Regions from separate parts of the Sus scrofa genome. Here region 1 is linked to region 2. Evidence: chromatin contacts called from public Hi-C data. All regions are on one chromosome and are shown on one strand. The core of a region is the stretch at or near the end of the contact, and the rest is flanking DNA. Distances in the headings are between cores, read along the strand shown. Region 1 holds the start of PTGES2 (prostaglandin E synthase 2). Region 2 has its middle 8.5 kb from the start of TRNAE-UUC.

Region 1 (5,530 bases), core at 2,847-5,346, 150 kb before region 2:
TCTTTTTAGGGCTGCACCTGTGGCATATGGATGTTCCCAGGCTAGGCAGTAGAATCAGAGCTAGAGCTGCCAGCCTACACCACAGCTCATGGCAACACTGGATCCCCAACCTACTGAGCCAGGCAGGGGATTGAACCCTGCATCCTCATAGATATTAGTGGGATTTGTTTCCACTGCGCCACAACCGGAACTCCGAGGAGCTGACTTTTTCCACAGCCACAGCAAACCACGTCTTCGGCCTACACACAGCTCACAGCAACGCTCCATCCTTAACCCACTGAGTGAGGCCAGGGATTGAACCCACATCCTCGTGGATTGTAGTCAGGTTCATTAACCTCTGAGCCACGAAGGGAACTCCATGGGGAGCTGATTTCTAATCTTGGAGCATCTGTAATGGTTACAGGGCAACTCACTCCAGTGGACTGGAGTCGGACCGCTGCCAAGAAAAGTCAAAAGGCGGGGGATGGGCAGGATCGGGCCCTGCTGGAGAGCAGGGATGGGGAGGCTGCTGGGAGCAGCTAATCCAAAGGATAGGCAGGGAGTGGAGCCCAGGTCTTCCTGGGGCCCAAGTGGACTTTGGGGAGGACTGTTTGAAAAGCAATCCTGGGAGTTCCCACTGTGGCTCAGTGGGTTAAGAACCTGACCTAGTGTCTATGAGGATGTGAGTTCAATCCCTGGCATCGCTCAGTGGGTTAAGGATCTGCTGTTGCTGTGTTCCATGGCAGCTCTGATTTGACCCCTAGCCTGGGAACTTCCATATGCTGTGGGTGCAGCCAAAAAAAAAAAAAAAAGGGATATAGCTATAGATCCCATAGACGTTAAAGTGATAGGCAAGGAGTTTCCATGTAGCTCGCTCAGTGGGTTAAGGATCTGGTGTTGTCACTGCTGTGGCTCATGTAGCTGCTGGGTTCCATCTCTGACCATCTACATGCTGCGGGCATGGTAGGAAAAAAAAAAAAAAAAGATAAATTCTAACTTACTAAAATGAATTTAAGAAGAAAAAGAAAATGTGAGTTGCCCTGTAACCATTACAGAAATCCAATCAATCATCAGCCAATCTTTCCACAAAGAGACTTACAGACAAGCAAATAAACTGCTCATCCTCAAAGGTGCACCACTTGACAAGCGTTTAAAAATGAACTTTTAATTTAAAAAGTTGTAGATTTGCAGAAAAATTGTGAAATCCCATATACTGTATTATCTTATATTAGTATGATGCATTTGTTACAATTAACGAACCACCAATAATACATCATTAGTCAAAGTCCATGCCTTATTTAGACTTCCTTGCCCTTTGCCTGGTCTAGGAGCTCATGTTATATTTAATCACGTCTCTTTAGGCTGCTTTCGGCTCTGACGGTTTCTCTGACTTTCCTTGGTCTTGATGACCTCGACAGCCATCAGATGTTGTGTAGGTCGTCCCTCTGTTGGGATTTGTTGGCTGTTTCCCTCCTCATTAGACCAGCGTTGTGGGTTTTGGGGAGGAAGAGCGCAGAGGTCTGGTGCCACTTTTGCATCCTGCCCTGGGAAGGGTGCCTCCTATCGACATGACTGCTCACGGTGGGTGCTGACCTTGATCTCCTGGCTGAGGAGGGACGGTCAGTTTGCTCCACGGCAAGTCACTCCTGCTTCCCCCTTCTCACACTGAGCTCTTGGGAGGAAAGTCACTCTGCACAGCCCGTATCCAAGGGGGGGCAGTTTTCCTCCACCTCCTCGAGGGCAAGGTGTCTACACACAGGAATTCCCGTCGTGGCTCAGGGGAAAGGAATCTAACTGGTATCTATGAGGATCCGGGTTTGATCCCTGGCCTCGCTTGGTGGGTTGGGGATCCAGCCTTGCTGTGAGCTGTGATGTAGGTAACAGACAGGGCTTGGATCCTGAGTTGCTGTGGCTGTGGTGTAGGCCGGCAGCTGCGTCTCAGATTTGACCCCTAGCCGGGAACATCCATATGCTGTGGGTTCAGACCTAAAAAGCAAAAAAAAAAAAAAAAAAAAAAAAAAAGAAGTCCACACACAAATTATTTGGAATTTTTTTGCACAGGTCTCTTTTGTCTCTTCTCATTTACCAATTCAATCATTTATTTTTTTAATTTTTATTTTTTTAGGACCACAAGTGTGGCATATGGGAGTTCCCAGGCTAGGGGTCGAACTGGAGCTGCAGCTGGGGGCCATGTCTGCGACCTACACTACAGCTCACGGCAACACCAGATCCTTAACCCACTGAGCGGGGCCAGGGATTGAACATGCATCCTCATGGATACTAGTCAGGTTCGTTTCCACAGAGGAACCCAGTTCTTAAGCAGCAGGACTGCAGAAGACAGAGCGAGGGAAAACAAGGAGGGGTGGGGTCCCACGCGGGCTCATGTGTCCAGGAGACTGGCCGCTAGGGTCAGATACGAATGGGAGGTCACAGAACCTATAGCCCAGAATGGGGCTCCTGGGCTGGTAGGATCTGGGCTATGCCTGGACAGAGGCTCTGTCCTCTCTTCTGTATGAGAACCCTGAGTCTCAGTCACCTGTCCCCAGATGTTGCACAGCAACAGGGAAAAGCACAACCATTCCTGGGATTTGCTCAGACTTGAGCAACCATCCAGCTCAGCCACAGGCAGGAGACCCCCCTGGCTGGAATGAATTAAGGAAGAGGCAGTACAGGGACCCAGGGTAGTGAGCACTGGATGGCAGGCAGAGATGCAGGCCTGACCCTACCTCTTGCCAATCTTTCCAGGAGGACACAAGGGAGAATTTGCCAAGTGGTTTGGTGGAAGATTGGATCACTGGGTTTCCTTCCTATACTTGGCAAAGGTGGAGAAGCTGCTGAGTGGGCAAAAAATAGGCTTCTCTAAAACACTGGCCTCACCAGCCTCCAGGCTCTGCCCATTCGTTTTCTCATTTAATCCTGGCCCATCTCAATGCAGGAGACACTACCCGTCATTCTTATTTTGCAGATGGGGAAACGGAGGCTCCAGAAGGTGAGAAGGGAGCTGAAGGTTCTCTCTCCACACCCCCACCCCACCCCCCGCAGTGCTATGCAGGCAACAGGCGGCTTCTGTAAGCAAGTCACATTCACCAGGGCTTCAGGCCACACCAGCAAAGGGGGCAGGGGATGCTGATTCAGCAAATTGGCACGCCCACCCAGAGGGTCCACGCCCGGCCCCGCCCTCTTGAGGAGCCCCCGTCTCCAACGGGCCTGAAAGAAGTGGCTAGAACAAATCCAAATCCAAAGGCCCCCAGTTTCCTCATCTGTGGCCTGTGGCCACAGTTCTTGAACGCTGCAGTTTCCAGAGACCCGCTAGCAGTGCTCGCCCTGAACCCCGGGAGCACGCCTGCAGCTCCGGACCCACCCGGGGGCGAGGGGATGGAGGAGGGCTCTGCTGTTCCTTCCCGGCCCCTATCCCACACCCCAGGTCTCTTCCCAAGAGAGCACCCCCGAAAAAGCAAATGTCGCCTCAGCAGCCCCTCTGGGTCGCCTGCTTCTCCAAAGCCGTCGTTCCCGCCTTCCGAGCCCAGGTCCCGACATTGCGGGCTAGGGCGCCATAAGGACCGCGGGACGATCCAAGGCGGCGAGGGTCGCGCAGACAGCCGGCACCAGGAGGAAGGTGGAGGCGGTGGAAGGAACTCAGAGCTGGAAGAGTGGAAAGCGGCAAAGGAACCCACTCGGATGGCTGGTGCCCTGACCCCAGGGTCGGAGCCCCGAGGCCCGAGCTCCGCCCCTGATCCGCCCCGCCCCATCCAGAGCAGGTTCCTCTGAGCAGCCCTGCTCTCTCTTCTTCTGGGGCAGTCAAGCTCTGTGCCCGCCTGTCTTTCAATCTCTGTCTTGCCCCGCCCACAACCTGTTCCGCCTACAAATCCCCCCTCCCACTCCAGGAGCACCGCTCCACTCGCGATCGCCGGGCGGGGCCAACCTGGGGCTGCCCGCCGAGAAGCCTAGGTGGCTGAGGCTCGGGCCCTCGACTTGGGCGAAGGAGCCCGACAGAGGGACAGAATATCTTGGGACCCCAATTCTCTCTGTTCCATCCTGCCGCTGGGGACCTGCGGGTCGGCCAGCCGGCGCCTCGGGTTGGGAGAAATCTGAGACACGTGGTTTCTAAAGCCCCCAGAGTGCACGGAAAATTTTATGGTTCAGGTTACAGAAGAAATTGGGCAGCGGTGCGGGAGGGCAGAAAAAGCCCCAGTCGCGGGCTCCCACCTACTGCGGGTCCGGTGGGCAGTTTCCGTGGCTTTCCTGGACCCGATGCCGTGACGCTATCCCCAGTATCCTAAAGGGTTCAATCTCTTTCTATTGGTTGCATATTACGGATGACGCTGAGGGCCATAAGGCGAACTACGCGGCCGAGTTCCTACGTTCGGCTCCGGGTCACCGCCGCGACCGGTTACATCTACGCGTTAGAAGCGGGGACAGTTAGCAGATCTCCCTAGATGTTTCTTTGTTTCTGACGGGTGTGTGAAAGCTGGGTGCCGGGGACTCACGCCCCGTCCCATGAGAGCTGTCCCTTCCCGCTCCGCTTCACAGTCACCCCTGGCAACCTCCAGGCGCCGGAGACCCGCCCCTTTAGAGAGAGCCTGAGCCCGGGCCATCTTTGTTTCTCGCGCCCTCCCGCGGTGCCGGCGAAACGAACATGGCCCATGCTGCACGGGTTCTCTGGCCCAGCGGGCGCGCCCTGGCCTGGAGACTGGGCGGTCGTCCCTCTCTAAGACTCCCCGAGCAGAGCCGGGCGGGCTTCACCGGAGCGGCGGGAGGCCCAGGCCCCACCGCCACCACCCGCAAGGGGGGCCCACGGCTCCTGGGGGCGGCAGCACTGGCCTTGGGGGGCGCCCTGGGGCTGTACCACACCGTGCGGTGGCACCTTCGCGCCCAGGACCTCCGAGCGGAGCGCACAGCCGCGCAGGTAAGCCCTGGCCAGACCGAGCCTTGGGTGGGGGCGCTGGGATCAGCGCCGAACTTCGGGACTTCTGGGAACCGGCGGGGTCAGGAATCGTCTCCTCTGTCCATTCTTGACCTTGAGCGAGTGACTTGGTTTTAAGTCTCTGATCCCTCAGCGTCCTCATCTGTGAAATGGGGCGCTAATGTCAGCTAACGAGAATTGTCTTTGTTTTAAGGTCGTTTTTCTAACCGGCTTTAAGACTTCTTAATAGAAAGATTTGGCGATCACTGAAACGGAAAGCCTCTTTCACAGTTTATCACTTTAGCAAACGTTTGTCTCCCTCCTACCGTCTCCAAATCCTGAGGTTGTGTGTTTATTTATTAGTACTATTATTAGTGTTTTTACGAAACCGATGACCCTAGCTGCCCTTACGATGCTTTGTACACAGCACCAGCCCCGTCCCATCACACCCCACAGGCGCCTGGTTTCGGAATCCAAGGGAACCAGAATGGCAGATGGGGAGTAGATTTCTCTGTATCTCCCTGTCCACCCCCCCCCCCACCCATGGTCCAGCTTCAGTCTCCCATCTCTGAACAGCGTCGGGGGCGAGGCGACTGCAGCTGTGCCTTTCAGATAGGAATCTGCAGCGAGCTTACCTGGGGCTCTCCT
Region 2 (5,212 bases), core at 1,035-3,534:
ACTCCCAAGATCCCTTTTGCTTTTGACCAGCCCTCTAACCTCACACCCTGTTCTCATGTTTCAGTTTGAATTACAGAAACAATTCTTGTACAGACATGAAGGTCTGAGGTCCTTCACCCCACCTTAGCCAGACCTGCTTCGAGTTCTCACCTTCCTTCGGCTGCTGTATCCTCCTGTCACTGTGCAGGTGGAGCAGGCCACTCGGCTCGGGAGCCCAGAGTTCAGGGCTATGGACGGTGTCCTTTCGGGCTTGGTTCCATCATCTTTACATTTCTTTACGTATGTGATGTGAGCCGTGTCAGTAGGGTGAGCGGGGTAGGGTGCGGGGAAGCACCATCCTGTGTTTGTTTGTTTAGGCTGCGCCTGCAGCATGTAGAAGTTCCTGGGCCAGGGATCGAACCTGTGCCATGGCAGTAACCTGAACCACTGCAGTGGCAACAGCAGATCCTTAACCCACTGCGCCACGAAAGAACTCCTGTCCCGTGTTTACTTCATCAGCATCTTCTTCATGATTTTTCCTCAGAGATGCTCATTTATCATCATTTTTTCACCCTCTCCCTCTTTGAGACGGTGGCTCACTGCCCCTCCCGCCTCTGGGGGATGTGTGCAGAGACTTGCGACACCCAGGCAGCCCCGTGCCTGCCCCATGCCTGCCCCCTGGGGCCACAGTCCATCGAGGTCACGGCAGATGTCAGATGGCGCTCAGCTTTCAGGGTCGTAGTCAGCCTTCAGGGCTCTAAGCAGTGCTGCCGTGGGCCTTTGCTATTCCTGGGGGTCGTTCCCCAGTGGCTTTTTGGCTCTGGCCTCCTTATGCTTAAACCTGTTGGGCACATTCCCACCGCAGGGCCTTTGCACTGACCGTTCCTTCTGCCTGGACTGCTGCTCCCCCAGGTTGCTGCATGGGTCTCCTCAGCTCCTCGCTCGGATATCTGTCACTTCCCCAGCCACCACCTTGCCCTCCGTCTCCCAGGGCCTCGGCACTGCCTGCCTCCTTCCCTGGTTCCTTCCTCCCCGCAGCCGTGACCGCTGCCGTCTCTTGTATTTTTGGCTCATTTTGTCGGTCTCCTGTCGACTGCCAGACTATAAACCCCCTGAACGCAGGGATTTCTCTCTGTTTCGTTCATTATTTTTGTCTCTAGGGCCTTCGGCGCTACCTGGCACCTAGGTAGTGCTTAATAAGAGGCTTTTGAGTGAATCAAGTCCCTGCGATTTCCTCAAACCTGGCATGGCCGGCTCTCACTTGGGGCTCCTGGCCCCCTGCTTGGCATCTTATTTCTTGCCTTAAAAAAAAAAAAAAAAGAATGCCCCCTACCTACTTCCACCCCTGAGCCTGAGCTCATCTCCTCCGTCATCCCTGCCCTGTGCCTGGGACCCCATACAGCTGGCTAGGGGTGCCCAGCTCTCTGCCCAGAGGGCCCTGGAGGTGGCTGCAGGGCTGTCCTTTCTGTGACATGGGCTCTGGACCCAGATGGGCCTGGAGTCGAGCCCGGGCTCTGCTGCTCACTGCCCCGTGACTGTGGGTGCGTTGCTCGGCCTTTCTGAGCCTCCTTGTCCTCGTCTGTCAAGTGGCCACAATAACACCCACCCTTCAATGTTGAAGAGCTCCAGGGGCCACACAGTAGGCCAGCAGGAAATAGCCACTGCTGGGGTGTTCGTTTTATCCTCGCTGTGACCTCCTGGGTGGGCCAGGGCGAGGCCGTGAGCTTCTTCCCGTGGGAGTGGTGGCATTTAATAGTGTGTTTTCAGAGCCCTGTGGAAACATGAGGGAGGCCCAGAGCTGATCCCGTGAGCCCTGCCCGGCCCACCTTCCTGCAGGCAGAGAGGAAGCTGAAGCCGCCTGTCACCTGAGCCGGGGAGGGGCTCCGTGGCCTTCTCTGGCCAGGCCTGCAGGAACCAGGATCAGGCGGCCCCGAGCTTCCTGGCCAGCGTTCCCATGGCAGACTCGCCAAGGGGAAGGGGAAGGGAGAGAGGGCAATAGCGGCTTTTGTTCCCAGATGCTAATCCTAATTCCTCTGGGTGTTTCAACACGCCCAGCCCTGGGAGCTTCCTCCTAAGGCTCCAGCAGCTGCTTCCAGCTCCTGGGGTGGCTCGCGCAAGCAGAGGGGGTGGGCAGAGGTCTGAGGGTCCACAGGGGTGCCCTGGCCGCCCCCGACTCCCCGCTTCCAGCGTGGTTCTCCGGCTGCTGGGGAGTGATGTGCGCCTTTCCCCTTCCACCCACTGCCTCCCGCTGCTCTCCGCCTCTGCCAAAGTCAAGGACAGGGCCTCTGCCAGAGGACCATTTCAAACTTCTCACCATGGCCCTCAAGGTCCGACGTGACCTGACCCTGCTCCCAGACAGCCTCACGCCCTCAGCTCCCTCCCTGGTCCCCTGGCCGCTTCTCCATCTGCCAAGCTTGTGTCTACCTCAGGGCCTTGGCACTGGCTCTTCACGCATCTCCTCCCGGTCTTTGCTCAGCCTGCGTCCTCACTCCCCTCCAGCCGGTGCTCAGATATCGCTGCCAAAGGGCTCTCCCCAACCACCCGCCCGCAGTAGCAGCCCCCACCTGCTCATCTCCATCCAGTAAGTGCTCCCTGCCCTCCTTCTCTGCTCTGTCTGCTCCATTTGTCTCTTTATTTACCATGGTTTTCGTTGGGTACCAGTTTCATTGGGCTGTAATTCACAAACCACACAATTCACCCAGGCAAGAGTACAATTCAGTAGTTTTCCTCCATCCACCGAGGTGTGTGACCATCACCACCCTCAGTTTTAGAACATTTTTATCCCCCCCCCCAAGAAACTCCATACCCATTAGCGGTCATTCCCATTTTCCCCGATGCCCCCATCCCCTGGCAACCAACAGTCTCTCTGTCTCATAATAGGATTTGCCTATTCCAGATATTGCATAGAAATGGACTCATACAACTTAGAGTTGTTTGTGACTGGTTTCTTCCACTTAGCATAACATTTTTCTTTTCTTTTCTTTTCTTTTTTCATCTTTTGTCTTTTTTAGGGCCGTATCTGTGGCATATGGAGGGTCCCAGGCTAGGGGTCTAATCGGAGCTACAGCCGTCGGCCTACACCACAGCCACAGCAATGCCAGATCCGAGCCACATCTGCAACCTACACCACAGCTCACGGCAGCACCGGGTCCTTAACCTGCTGAGTGAGGCCAGGGGGCCTCAGCCTCATGGTTCCTAGTAGGATTCATTTCCACTGTGCCGTGACGGGAACTCCAGCATGATGTTTTCAAGGGGAATGCACAACATGGCATGTTTAGATGCTTATTTTTTTATCGCTGAATAACATTCCGTTGTATGGATGTACCACATTTTGTGTATCCATTCCCTCACTGATGGACATTTGGGTCACTTTCTTGTTTTTGCTTTTTAGGGCCGCACACATGGCACAGGGAAGTTCCCAGCCACACGGGATCCTTAACACACTGAGCGAGGCCAGGGATCAAACCCACATCCTTATGGATACCGGTCGGATTTGTCTCTGCTGAGCCACGACAAGAACGCTGGCTTTCCCTTTCTGGTGATGAATAATGCTGCTCTGTGCCTGTGTGTACCAGCTTTTGTGTGGACCTGTGTTTCATTTCTGTTGGGTCTACACCTAGGAGTACGCTTGCTGAATCATATGGTAACTCCTTAACCTTTTGAGGAACTGCCAGGCTGTTTTCCAAAGCAGCGCCACCGTTTCACATTCCCACCTGCAGTGCACGAGGGTTCCAGCTTCTCCACATCCTCATCAACACTTGTCATTACCCGTCTCGATTACAGCCGTTCTAGTGGGTGTGAAGCGCTAACTCATTGCAGTTATGATTTGTGTTTCCCTGAGGGTTAATGATGTAGATAGAGCCTCTTCTCAGGTGCTCATTGGCTCTTTATATATCCTCTCGGGAGAAATTTTTCTATTCAGATCGTTTGCCTATTTTATTTTATTTGCTTTTTAGGGCCACCCCCGCAGCGTATGGAAGTTCCCAGGCTAGGGGTCGAATCCGAGCTGCAGCTGCCAGCCTCAGCCACAGCCACAGGAATGCAGGGTTTGAGCCACATCTGCGACCTACACCACAGCTCCCAGCAATGCCAGATCCTCCACCCACTACATGAGGTCAGGGATTGAACCAGCATCCTCGTGGAGACTGGCTGGATTGGTTTCTGTTGAGCCATGATGGGAACTCCCTGCCCATTTAAAAAACTGGGTTATTTGTCTTTATTATTGCATTGTAAGTGCTCTTTATATATTCTTGCTACAAATCGCTTATCATATATATGTTTTGCAAATATTTTCTTTCGTTTTGTGCGTTGTCTTTTCACTTTTTTTGATGGTGTCCTTTGAATCGCAAATTTTTAAAAATTTTTATGAAGTTCAGTATATATTTTTCTTTCTTATACTTTTTGGTGTTATATCTAAGAAACTGTTGCTTAATCCCAGATCATGAAGAGTTACCCCTATGTTTTCTTCTCAGAATTCTATAGTTTTAGCTCTTAAACTTAGGTCTTTGATCCATTTTGAGTTAATTATTATATATGGTGTGAGAAATGGAGCCTACTTCATTCTTTTGTATGTGAATATACAGTTGTCCCAAAAGGGCTTTTCTTTTCTTTTCTTTTCTTTTTTTTGGTCTTTTCAGAGCTGCACCCACAGCATATGGAGGTTCCCAGGCTAGGGATCTAATCGGAGCTGTAGCCACCAGCCTATGCCAGAGCCACAGCAACTTGAGATCTGAGCCTCGTCTGTGACCTGCACCACAGCTCACGGCAATGCCGGGTCCTTACCCACTGAGCAAGGCCAGGGATCGAACCCACAACCTCATGGTTCCTAGTCAGATTCGTTAACCACTGAGCCATGACGGGAACTCCTAAAAAGGCTTTTCTTTCCCCTGTTGGCATCCTTGTTGAAAATTAATTGACCATAAATGCAAAGGTTTATTTCTGAACTCTCAATGCTATTCCATTGATCACTTTTTTTTTTTTTTTTTTTTGGCCATTCCCATCTCTTGCAGAAATTCCCAGGCCAGGGATTGAATCTGTGCCATAGCAGTAACCAGAGCCACAGCGGTGACAACACCAGATCCTTAACCCGGAGTTCGGAGAACTCCAGCACCATATTTTCATGATTATTGTAGCTTCATAGAAGTTTTGTCGTCAAGGCGTGTGAATCCTTTAATCATGTTCTGCTTTTTCTAGATTGTTCTGAGTATTCTGGTCCCTTGAATTTCCAAGGTTT

Evidence for each region. Hi-C and Micro-C count contacts between places; a contact is called where the count stands out from the background.
Region 1: a Hi-C map of mesenteric adipose tissue shows a contact between it and region 2, with 1.6 times the contacts expected there. The contact joins the promoter of PTGES2 here to the enhancer-like site in region 2. A contact is called at or near these places in 4 of 5 promoter capture datasets (fetal liver, fetal skeletal muscle, liver and 1 more), 16 of 47 Hi-C or Micro-C datasets (alveolar macrophages, embryonic fibroblasts, epiblast stem cells and 10 more) and 1 of 2 datasets of contacts at active chromatin or transcription factors (skeletal muscle).

What each region holds. Positions count from the first base shown.
Region 1 is chr1:268,589,922-268,595,451 of Sscrofa11.1, reverse strand. It overlaps PTGES2 (prostaglandin E synthase 2), which reads left to right and starts at 4,096. Exons shown (of 7, transcript XM_001927936.5): 1 at 4,096-4,885. The coding sequence starts at 4,616.
Region 2 is chr1:268,443,218-268,448,429 of Sscrofa11.1, reverse strand. No RefSeq gene overlaps it. Among named protein-coding and RNA genes, the nearest start is that of TRNAE-UUC, 8.5 kb to the right of the region's middle. Within about 2 kb of position 2,284, at least 25 of the 83 cell types and tissues checked have an H3K27ac peak or open chromatin away from gene starts, as enhancers often do. A contact at or near this core is called in epiblast stem cells, fetal liver, mesenteric adipose tissue and 2 more, where this site is marked.